Regions from separate parts of the Mus musculus genome. Here region 1 is linked to region 2. The links are chromatin contacts, called in public promoter capture Hi-C maps. All regions are on one chromosome and are shown on one strand. Each heading gives the region's core, a stretch centred on a gene start, on an enhancer-like site or on the middle of the called end of the contact. The rest is flanking DNA. Distances are from core to core; before and after follow the strand shown. Region 1 overlaps Odaph (odontogenesis associated phosphoprotein). Region 2 holds the start of Ereg (epiregulin).

The links. Promoter capture Hi-C pulls out the DNA fragments that hold promoters and counts their contacts.
Region 1: a promoter capture Hi-C map of hippocampal neurons shows a contact between it and region 2, with 8 times the contacts expected there. The contact joins the enhancer-like site here to the promoter of Ereg in region 2. A contact is called at or near these places in 8 of 39 promoter capture datasets (the 3T3-L1 cell line, HPC-7-derived erythroid cells, cranial neural crest and 3 more) and 1 of 115 datasets of contacts at active chromatin or transcription factors (embryonic fibroblasts).

What each region holds. Positions count from the first base shown.
Region 1 is chr5:91,993,171-91,999,042 of GRCm38.p6, forward strand. It overlaps Odaph (odontogenesis associated phosphoprotein), which reads left to right. Exons shown (of 2, transcript NM_001177577.1): 2 at 1,475-2,147. The coding sequence ends at 1,791. Among named protein-coding and RNA genes, the nearest start is that of Odaph, 8.6 kb to the left of the region's middle. Within about 2 kb of position 1,596, at least 25 of the 459 cell types and tissues checked have an H3K27ac peak or open chromatin away from gene starts, as enhancers often do. A contact at or near this core is called in embryonic fibroblasts and hippocampal neurons, where this site is marked.
Region 2 is chr5:91,072,980-91,078,110 of GRCm38.p6, forward strand. It overlaps Ereg (epiregulin), which reads left to right and starts at 1,638. Exons shown (of 5, transcript NM_007950.2): 1 at 1,638-1,826. The coding sequence starts at 1,781. It overlaps Gm19610 (a long non-coding RNA gene), which reads right to left and starts at 1,956. Exons shown (of 3, transcript XR_001784889.2): 1 at 1,695-1,956; 2 at 203-399.

The sequences.
Region 1 (5,872 bases), core at 346-2,845, 920 kb after region 2:
AACTAAGGTCTCTGGCAGCTAGATAATTATATCCAGTGTGGCCAAGAAATTCAAATCAACTGTCCTGGGAGAGGGAGAGGGGTTTTTGATTGGTTGGTTGCTTGCTTTGGTTTGGTTTGGGTTGGGTTTGGGTTTTGGTTTTCAAGTCACCAGAACGCTCAGCTTCCTGGAGGATGTTCATGTTTCCAGCATTCACATCTGTTCAGTCTTCTCTTGTCTAGACTGATATGTTCTAGGCCACAGAACTCTGCACAGCAGAACTTACTTTTGCAAGACCAACTCAATGGCTGATTCAGGCACGGGAACAACTAACCCTTGGCTACATCCAAATTTCTTCTCAAAACCAAGATGTGTGCACTGGTCTTTGGCACTATTTTCTTTATTTTTTATTTTCTCCATAGTAAATAAATTTTGTGTTATTTCAGTGAGTCTGTCTTAGTCAGGGTTTCTATTCCTGTACAAGCAGCATGACCAAGAAGCAAGTTGGGGAGGAAAGGGTTTATTCAGCTTACACTTCCATGTTGCTGTTCATCACCAAAAGAAGTCAGGACTGGGAACTCAAGTAGGTCAGGAAGTAGGAGCTGATGCAGAGGCCATGGAGGGATGTTACTTTCTGGCTTGCTTAGCCCAGAGATGATACCACCCACAATGGGCCCTCCCACCTTGATCACTAATTGAGAAAATGACCCACAGCTGGATCTCAAGGAGGCATTTCCTCACCTGAAGCTCCTTTCTCTGTGATAACTCCAAGTTGACACAAAACCAGCCAGTACAGAGTCTTAAATGATATACAAAACAACAACAACAACAACAACACCCCCCCCCCAAGAAACAAAAAAACCTTAAGTCCTAAAGGTACAGCTTCACCACATTTTATACTGGTACACATATGTGTATGTATATTACCTAATATCCAAATCTACTTAATGAGTACTGAGATCAAAGTGTAGAACATTGCTACAGAGTTCTTGGTTAATTCCTCCATAAAATCACATTTGTGCTGATCCTCATTCTGACTTCTTACCTTAGCTCCACTTTGCTTATTCATGAACACTGTACACCTTTTTGTGTTTAATTTCCATTGTTTATTGTAGCTTGGATTCATCTGGGTGTCTAGGGCCTGGCTGGTTTTGCTTTTCATTCTGGGGACTGTTTCATTGTATGAAGTATATGGTTTATTTAGCTATCCTCCTATTGATGGGGGCATTTGGATTGTTTAGGTTACTGTAACCTATTTAGTCTTCTAGTGTCTTTGATAAATATGTATTTATTTCTTTTGGACCAGTTCCCCAGATAAATATGTGGATCGTTAGCTGTGTCCATGCATCATCTCCTTGAGTCACTGCAGTTCAGTCATGCTTTAAAATGTCTCTGTTTGATTCTTATCTCTCTCCAAGCCTCACCCGGAGGGATCTAACTGTCTTTTGTTTCTGCTGCTAGGCCCATTTCCTGACCTACATTTTCATTTCCACAGGACAAGATGTAGTCACCCCTCCTGGCGGCTCACAAAATAACGCAAAGCCTACAGACTGCCAGATCTTCACACTCACTCCTCCGCCCACCACAAGGAATCTGGTAACAAGGGCCCAGCCCATCCCAAGGACACCCACGTTTTCTTTTCCACCAAGGGGGCCGGGCTTCTCCCCGAGGTTCCCTTTCTTCCTTCCAAACAACCGCCGCTTCCAGTTCTGGCCATTCTACAGGCCGCGAGGTAGACTGATCCCTTGGCGACTCATCCTTAGAAGACAGCAGCAGAGCGGAAGCTCATCTGAGGAGAGCAGGGAGAACTGAGAAGCGCAGACTTGTTGAAGCAAAAGAATCGGCGCCTCTGGAAAGGGTGATGAAACTGTTTCGCTCTCCAATCTAAAATCCCTGCGTTGGAAGATTAAGTACCCTCAATGACAGTGACGAGATTTTTTTTCTCTTTCTTTCTTTTTTTTAATCAACAACAAGGAGTTTGGATTACACATTTTTGCTTACAAAATCTGGCCGTAACGGCACCAGTCTTATTCCACAGGATATTAGTGCAAATAAAGTCTTTTAGTGGGCGGTTCTAATAATTTTTTATCCGTACTTGGACACCAGCAGTATTAATTAACCTCCACTTCCAAATTAGAGTGAAGGACATTTTAATGAGACCGTTATGAGCCAAATGCATCCATTAATAACACTCTTTTCGTACTCAACGGGAATCTTAGAGAGCAGATGGATCTACAAAGAGCTTTAAAAGAAACTATAAAGATTAAAGCAAAAAGCCATCTAGAGAAAATGGTTCTAGGTAATGCTCTAATTTTACGGGGAACTGCCCAACTCAAAATATTTTACCTGTCATATCCTAACTTACTTTTAATATTACTATTTGCTCATATTAATTAGACAACTGTGTCATTGTTTCTCCTGTGATTGTCACATAGACACATACTTCTCTTCAAACTTTCAACATGGCTCCAATCAAAAACTGGGCTTTAAAATTACCTGGACATTAGTTGACTGCATCTCAAGATGAGGGCCTTGTGCTCTCAGGGGAGTAAGAGACAAGGCCTTGTCCATGTGGCCTCTCTAACAAACCCTGCCTCTCGCTTGTGCCACTCACTTTGCAATGATGTGGGAGTTCTGTGCATGAGGCCAGTGACTCCTACTTGTTCTCAAGAATTATGTGCAAATGCTGCTGCTGTCGTTGCTGTGACATAGGAAGAAAGAAAACTCAGAAAAACACAAATGCGTGAGAACTCTGGGAATGGACATCCAGGAAAAGAAGACAGATGGTCATGCTGGCATGCTTCTTTCCCATGTCAAATGGAAAAGGAAAAAACTTAAGCCATGGTAGCCAGTAGTGTAAGAAGGGATACTTCCTTCAAATTTAGAGGCTTAAGTTAAAGCCTATTTTAATCCTGAAAATATATTTTGAAATGAACTTCACACATTCTGTGTTTGTTTGGTGGGGAGGAAAAACAAACCAGAAAAAGACAAACACGAAGAAAGATTTGGATTTTAATCTCATGTCTCTCCCTGGCTCTTCACAGCACACCTATGTGCTTGGCAGTCTCGAAGAACCTCGCTGTCTCAAAACAACCCTAAGTTTGATTGGGGCATTTCCCTTCCAAATATTAGAACTTTTGCTATTAAAAAAAAAATTAACCAGCCTGGTCTACAGAGTGAGTTCCAGGACAGCCAGGGCTATACAGAGAAACCCTGACTCGAAAAAACAAAAAACAAAAAAAAATTAAGGGCTGGAGAGATGGCTCAGCGGTTGAGAGCACTGACTGCTCTTCCAGAGGTTCTGAATTCAAATCCCAGCAACCACATGGTGGTTCACAACCATCTGTAATGGAATCTGATGCACTCTTCTGTTGTGTGTCTGAAGATAGGAACAGTGTATTCATCATATGTATAAAATAAAGAAATAAAATCTTTTTTTAAAAAAATTAATAGTTCTGGGCATAGAAGGTAGTGGAGAGAACCGGCTACCAGTGATCTTCTGACCTCCACACTGACACCGAGACACCTGTGCCTCCCCTCTCCAAGGACACCTCTCACACACAATAATAAATGTAAATACAAGTTTACAATTAAAGTCTAACCCCTTACAAGACCCTGTTAGGTAGTGTGTAAACCTCAGATTACATAGTAACAATGGATGGCAGGTTTGGTGTATCAATCACTGTGTTTGTTGCTGAAAGCTGGCTAATTCTTCCAGGTTTGACAGAATCTTCTTTAGGTAAAGTGAGATAACACTGTCCCGCTCCCTGTAATGGGTAAAGATGCCTCTATGCTAGGCAGCACACACTTGCACTCAAAACTTTGAGCTCTTATGACTTAAACACATTTCTACCATTCTTCTGGCTTCATGAATTTTGCTTCTAAAATATGGTGACTCCAGACAAGTATGTTGCGTTGGAGTGTCTCCAGCCACCAATGCCTTCCAGGGATCTAGCTTCTCCAGGGCATTAAGATGCGCATTCTTTTTAACATGAAGCTGGTTTGGGAGCAAAGGGGTCTTTCAGGAGGATATGATCATTCTTTCATGTATTTTTGGCTTTGAGGTGTGAATAACCAGGTAAGTCTACAGTTCTAATTATGTCCCATACAGATAAGCTCAATTTACTCCTACAATAAACTCAGAGGGTTTGAGGATGTGCTCAAAATTAGCATCTTCAAAAATGCTGACCCCATGAAAGGAGAAGGTTAAAGCAAATGAACGAACATGTCGTGCCAGATAATGTAGTGTGGGATCCTGAGATGGGAAGGCTGGCAGTGAGGGCTGGGGGTTGGAGGGTGGCCATAAATGATCTGGCAAACTTAGAATATGAACAATATATTTAGTAATGCTGTCATACCAGTTAAGTTTCTGAATTTGCAATTCTGGAAGAGAATATCATGTTCTCAGAGAAGAGATTCTGGGGCATTTGATGGAGAATGAGAGCCTAATTTCAAGAATTCAATCTCAGATCATTCAAGGGGAAAAAAAAATGAACTTGATAGATGCACAATAGGTAGGTAGGTAGGTGGTTAAGCGGGTAGATAATGTTTTTACAATCGATACGCCTGAAAGTAAAGGCCATATGAAATTCTTGCTGTTCTATATTGTGACATCATTTCAAAATGATAATTTAGAAGCATTCTTTTTGTTTTGGTTTGGTTTTTGTTTTTGTTTTTTTTTTTTTTATTTTTGCTTTTCGAGACAAGGTTTCTCTGTGTGTAGCAGCTTTGGCTGTCCTGGAACTCACTCTTAGATCAGGCTGGTCTCCAACTCACAGAAATCTAATGCCAGTTAAATCTTTTTCATGTGTTTGTTTGTTTTAAGATTTATTTATTTCATGTATGTGCGTACACTGTGGCAGTCTTCAGACACACCAGAAGAGGGCATCGGATTCCATTACAGATGGTTGTGAGCCACCATGTGGTTTCTGGGAATTGAACTCAGGACCTCTGGAAGAGCAGTCAGTGCTCTTAACGGCTGGGCCTAGAAGCATTCTTAAAGACAACACAGAGAGGCTGGGTCGATGGCTCAGCAGTTAAGCATACATAGCAGTGACCTGAATTTGCTTCCTAGCACCCTCGTCAGGCTGCTCACAACCACCTGTAACTTCACTTCCAGGGTATCTGATGTCCTTTTCCAGACCTCAAAGGCTCCAGCATTCGAGTGTGCACACACACACACAAGAACACATATATACACATAATTAAAAAATTTAAAAATCTTTTTAAAAACACACACATAGAAGTTACTCTTATATTTATCCTTGCCTTAAAGAGAAGTGAAAAAATAAAACCTCACCCCCACAGACCTCACTGCCAGCCTCTTAATGATTCTCACATTAGCTGTAAGGGTTCTGAGCATCTAGACCAATGGTTCTCAACCTTCCTAACACTGCAACCCTTCAGCGTAGCCCTTGTGTTGTGGTGACCCCCCAACCATAATTGTTTCTAAGTAATTTTGCTACTGTTGTGAATCATAATATAAATATCTGAAATGCAGAATATCTAATATGTGACCCACATATCAGATATTTGACCCTAAAGAGGTCAGCTCAGGACCTTTGGAAAATTCCACCAGGCCCCAGAACATGAAGGCCCCTTCCCTCCTGGAAGAGAGAGGTCATGGAGCACATAGGCACCCCTCCCCTCTGGAAGGGAGGGGCTGATTACATTCCTCAGAAAAACTGCAGGACAGACTGACTGTTGGCTGCCTGCAGATATGGGAAGCCCCTACTACCTCATTCCCTTAACACCAACCAGTTTAGAGGGTACACTGTTCCACCAATCATGTTGTGCCTAGTTGCTGATGCTCTATTCTGCCCCTAAAAACTGTATAAAAACTCGCAGAATAGGCAGCCGGAGGTCCTTGCCTTTCCTTCAGGTGCAGGACAGC
Region 2 (5,131 bases), core at 388-2,887:
ACACACACACACACGTAAAAAATCACTGTGAAGCTCCTTACCATCTGCCCTTTCAACAAATTGGAGTCAACAGAGAAAGCTTGCCTACCTGTAATCTATTGTTCCTGGATTTCCCTGGACTTGTAAATATTGATTAACTACCAAGTACCCCTTAGGAGTGGGCATTTGCAGGTAAGAGTGGGAACTTTCAGGGAGCACTGACCTTCTAGGCACTGTGCTTAACACGCCCCTTATCTTCTCCAATAGTTAACTAGTCTTAAGCCTCCTTCATCATGAGCCGGGGTAGAAAGACTGAGCAGGCTTTTCAAGGATTTCCATTCAAATGTTTAAGTCTTCACCACGAAAAGAATGCAGTATTGCTTTCCAACAACAAAATGTGCGGACACTCAAAGACCTTGACTTAAGGGAGAGAAAATAACAGGAAAAAAAGAATTTATAAACAATCCATTTTCTAATTTTGAGCTAGAAAATCAACAAATGTACTAGGCAAAAATCATTCAGATTCCATTTTCCATCCCAATCTCTTTGTGTGTTAAATTGACTATTCCTAATCTCTCCAGAGGAATGTAACTAAAACCCAGAGGGAGGAAAAACCCCTATGTCTGTAGAGATATGAAAACCAGACTTATAAATAAAAACCAAAGCATACACAGTCATTTAACCAGAAGCGCAGGGCCTAATCTAGATTCTATGAATCAAGGGAAAAGGTATCTCAAACCAGACAAGATCCCTGTGAACTCACACATCCCGGGCCTCGAGAGCCACGCTAAATAGACTAATTCGCCTAGTTCCTCATAAAAGGCAGCCTTTCCCCCAAGTATGACTCCATCAGCAATGGGAGGAAACTGCGAAGAAGCAGAAATGGTGAGGTGGTGAGCCAATTTGTCTGACAAACTAGTGCGAGCTCAGATAAGGACCGATTCAAGTTTGCATTTGAGACAGGCACAGAGAACTGGAAAGTTGTTGTAGCAAGGAGTGCTGGATTAAGGCAGTGTTTGGAGTTGTTAACTCAAAAAATTTGCCAATAGATAGCAAATAGGACAGAACGGACAAACAATATAGGGCTTTCTTCATAATTACTAGACTTTGAGGTGATAAATGTCTGAATCACATTGGAAGCTGAGGGGCTGAGAAGGAAGGCGTGAGGGTGAAAGGCATTTCCGGGCATTTGAATAGGAGCAGAGAGCTCTGGAGCCAGTGACATGCTTCAAGTATGTTCCCAAACAGGGAGTTATTCCGGCCTGAGTTGGCAACTCAACTCTCCAAAAGTATGCGCTGGAAACACAGCCCTGACTACAACAGTCACCCACAGCAACTAAAGCCACCCACTACCCGGCAGATGACCCCATAGAGCAAACCAACCCATCTGGTCCAAGCTCCCCACCTCCTCGGGGCTTGAGTCCGAAGACAAGGAGGATGGAAAAGTTTGGGGAGTAGCCACACTAGAAGGACATTCATTCCTGAAACCCTCCTCTCAGGTGTTCCTGAGAGGGAGGATGACATCTGGCCAGTCCTCCGCTGGCCACCACTCCTCCCCCCGGGGGGTGGCATTAGGAAACCCTGGACAACCCGCTAGTAAGTCCTCGCGTGCCTAGGCACCTCCCCAGACTTATAAAGGTCGCTGCGCTGCGCCGAGTAGCTCAGCTCACTTGCCTGGCTGCTCAGAGTCACAGCGACTTGGTGGGCTCTGGTACCTGGATCAGCTCGGTTCCAACTCAGCCACAGGCACCTTGCTCCCGCTGGCCGCCGCGCACTCCGCAAGCTGCACCGAGAAAGAAGGATGGAGACGCTCCCTGCCTCTTGGGTCTTGACGCTGCTTTGTCTAGGTAAGCCCTCGACGCCCCCAAGAGGAGAAGAGGGGGAGGAAGGCGCGGTGCATTTGTCATAGGACAAGTATGGAGTTGTTAAAGTGCGCTCAGTCTAAGAGGATGTCTTCTGTGAGTCTGTCTTTCTCACTGGCGGGGCTGGGGAAGTGCGGGATGGTGCGACTTGGTCGGTTGACGTTGCTTTTTGTCGATAAATTCATGACTAGTTTATGTTATGCATGAATTAATATCAATTTTACTGAAAAAAACTTTTTAAAAGTTTTAAAGGTTTTCTCCCCCCCTCCCCGCCCCCACTTTCTTTTGAAAATTGAGCAGTTCTAGAACCCCAAAGGTATGGACAGTATCTCTGATAGATAATGATTTACTTTCTTAGGGTGGTGCAGGAAGAGATTGCTTCAGCCTGCTAGAGACCTTTGTGCAAAGGACCAGTTTACAACCAGGGGGCTCTGGGATGTGCCTGCTCCAGCAGGGCTGCTGGGGCCAAGGCTACCTGGTCAGGTCCAGGAAGCAACTGCCAACAGACTTCTCACCTGCTGCTTTCCCCAGCAGCCCCTGCCTCCCAGGCTTAAAGATGGGTAGTTTAGAGAGGTTTTTGTTTGTTTTATGGGTAGTTTTCTTGTTTGAAATGAGTTAGCTCTGTGGGCAGGGGCACAAATGTGGGAATCCCATTATTTGCAAAGTTTCTCTCTCTCTCTCTCTCTCTCTCTCTCTCTCTCTCTCTCTCTCTCTCTCTCTCTCTCTCTCTCTCTCTCTCTCTGCTTTATTTTGTTTAACCAATTGTCCCTAATTTCTTAAGTGCCAGATGATTTAAGAGTTATATATAAACTTTCCCAATAGATGAACGTTTTAATAAGGAAATAAAAGTTATCAATCCCACATTCTTCTTGAACTTGCAATGAGACAAATTTCCCTGAGACGCTTCCTGTGCAGGATGCGACAGTTAAATTATTATTTTGACACGCCTTACAGGGGTTGGGAACCCTAATGAAGTACATACTATGCATACTTAGAGATTACACGTTTAAGGGCAAGAACCCAAGTGGAAACTGGATCTGTGGTTTCTGTCAAAAATGAGCTAAGAATGCCTTGCTAGAAGAGCAATTTTAAGCAACGTGGCTTCACTGTGTTTAGTTTAAGGTCTCTGAAAAGGATAAACTCCAATCGGTGACAGTCTTCCTCAAGTTAGGCATGAACCTAAAGGTCACAGTGGTGGAGTGACTTTGTTTTTCCACTTACAAGGTGTATCCAGACAATGCAACTGTCTATTCTGTGCATCTCAGTGGATATGCTAATGTGGGATAGCAAGAGTCTGTGAATAATGGGGTTGCTAGCCGCCTAGTGCGGGGTGTGCTGTGTGTGTTTTTGTTGTCATGAAAGTGCTTAACTCCTTTATTGCAGTCCTTAATTACAGTTCACCTGTTTCATCAGGCGCCAAGCCCGGTTCCAAATGAGCTAGGTCAGTTTCTGTTCTCCCAGTCTGTTGAGATACTTCTTGTCACTAGAAAAGTTCCTGTTTGGAGTTCTACATTGTACCTTTATAGCCTGGTATGTAGGCAGGTCTTATTGTTTCAGTACAAAGCATAGAGAAGGAGAAAGAAAGAAAGAAAGAAAGAAAGAAAGAAAGAAAGAAAGAAAGAAAGAAAGAAAGAAAGAAAGAAAGAAAGGAAGGAAGGAAGAAAGGAAGAAAGAAAAAAAAGAAAGAAAGAAAGCCACTTGATATTGGAATTTGTACTCCTCCTTAAAGAAAAGATTGCCTAGAAATCACACTTTGTCCCTCTAAGGAAAGTGATATTTTAGACTTACGCATACTTTTATTGCTTTTGTGGAATGCCTGTGCATTTATGATTATGAGAGATTTCCCATCCCTAACGTATGCAGTTTCAAGTAGCTACTACATACAGCCATTTCACTACTATTATATTTGCAAAAGTTTGAGATCCATGCTCTTGTTTTGTGTACAAGAAAACCAGCCCACGTTCCCAGACAAAACATGATAAGTTGGGAGAGGCCAGGTCTAAGTTGACTAGCATTTTTAGTTAAATGAGCATTAAAAGTAAAAGGGTGGACATAGCTCAGCTATGAATGGTTTTCTGAATAATCAGTAAGTGTACAGCTGTCTTGTCTCTTCTGATCTTGTGAGATCAGAGAGAGGGTGAGACTTTTTTTTTTAATTTTGAGCTCTGCAGTTGGCAGCTATGTGTAGTGAGGCCTGAGCTGAGGTCAGAAATTCTCATTCCTGTTCAAATGGGGTTTTGAGGATATTCATGAGTGGCATCTCCACAGCCAATTTGGTGTGGCTTCACTACATGGTGAAAGAATAAAGCAGAGTAAATAATCTTTCTCAAAACTAAGAGAAGCAGAATCTCAGTGAGACAGCGGGGTTGTCTTCTATTGACCCTGGGATGATCTACCAGACTGTTGGCATAACCTGAGATGACACACCTGGGAAGAAGGCATGCTGAAGGGACTCTCCTGTCTGGATTTTGACCCATACCCCAGGTGCCTTTTGCATTGTCTCGATACTTGAGCAGCTTAGATAATTGGGATGTCTGGTTCGGCACTGGAATCCAAATCCAGGAGGCAAGACAAGAAGCATCTATTACCAAACGCCTGCTGTGGGCTGGCCACGTTTTGTGTTAAGCATCTTAAACCCCATCACCCCATTTTATCCTTGAATAATCACTGAATAAAGCCAGATATAATGGTCAATGCAGACACTAAGACTCAGCAATATCAAATACCATATAAAGACTAGGAGACTGGGGCCAAAACACAAAGTTCAAGGCCACTCTTTAGCAGGTGTTAGTAGTCATTGGGTTCAAAGGCAAAAGGAAGTCAAAGGAACAGGTTCTAATAGAGAAACTCCAGAGTTAACTAGGACTGTCCTGGAAATGGAACCTACTTCAATGTGGGTTCACTTCTGGGGCCAAACCAGTCAGAGGAAAAAAACACTTATCTATCCTTTCAACCTGGGCTAAAATAGTTGACTTTTAATATAATATTTATAGTATGTATGCATGTATGTATGCATGCACACATGTATGTATGTGTGTACGATGTGTATGTACACACAAGCTTGTGTCAACAGCTTTCGTATCACATGTTTATAATTTATGATTTTGACCTAGAAGATTTAATTTTATTCATATAGATCTTAGACATGAGCTTCATTATGAAGTAGTCATTGAAGCTCGCAGAACCTCTTATTTCTCTTACTTTACAAAATATATACCAAGTAAGGTAGTCAGGAAGAAAGTATCTTACGTTTCTGTTCCTTGTGTCTTTATGTAATTGTTAATTTTCCT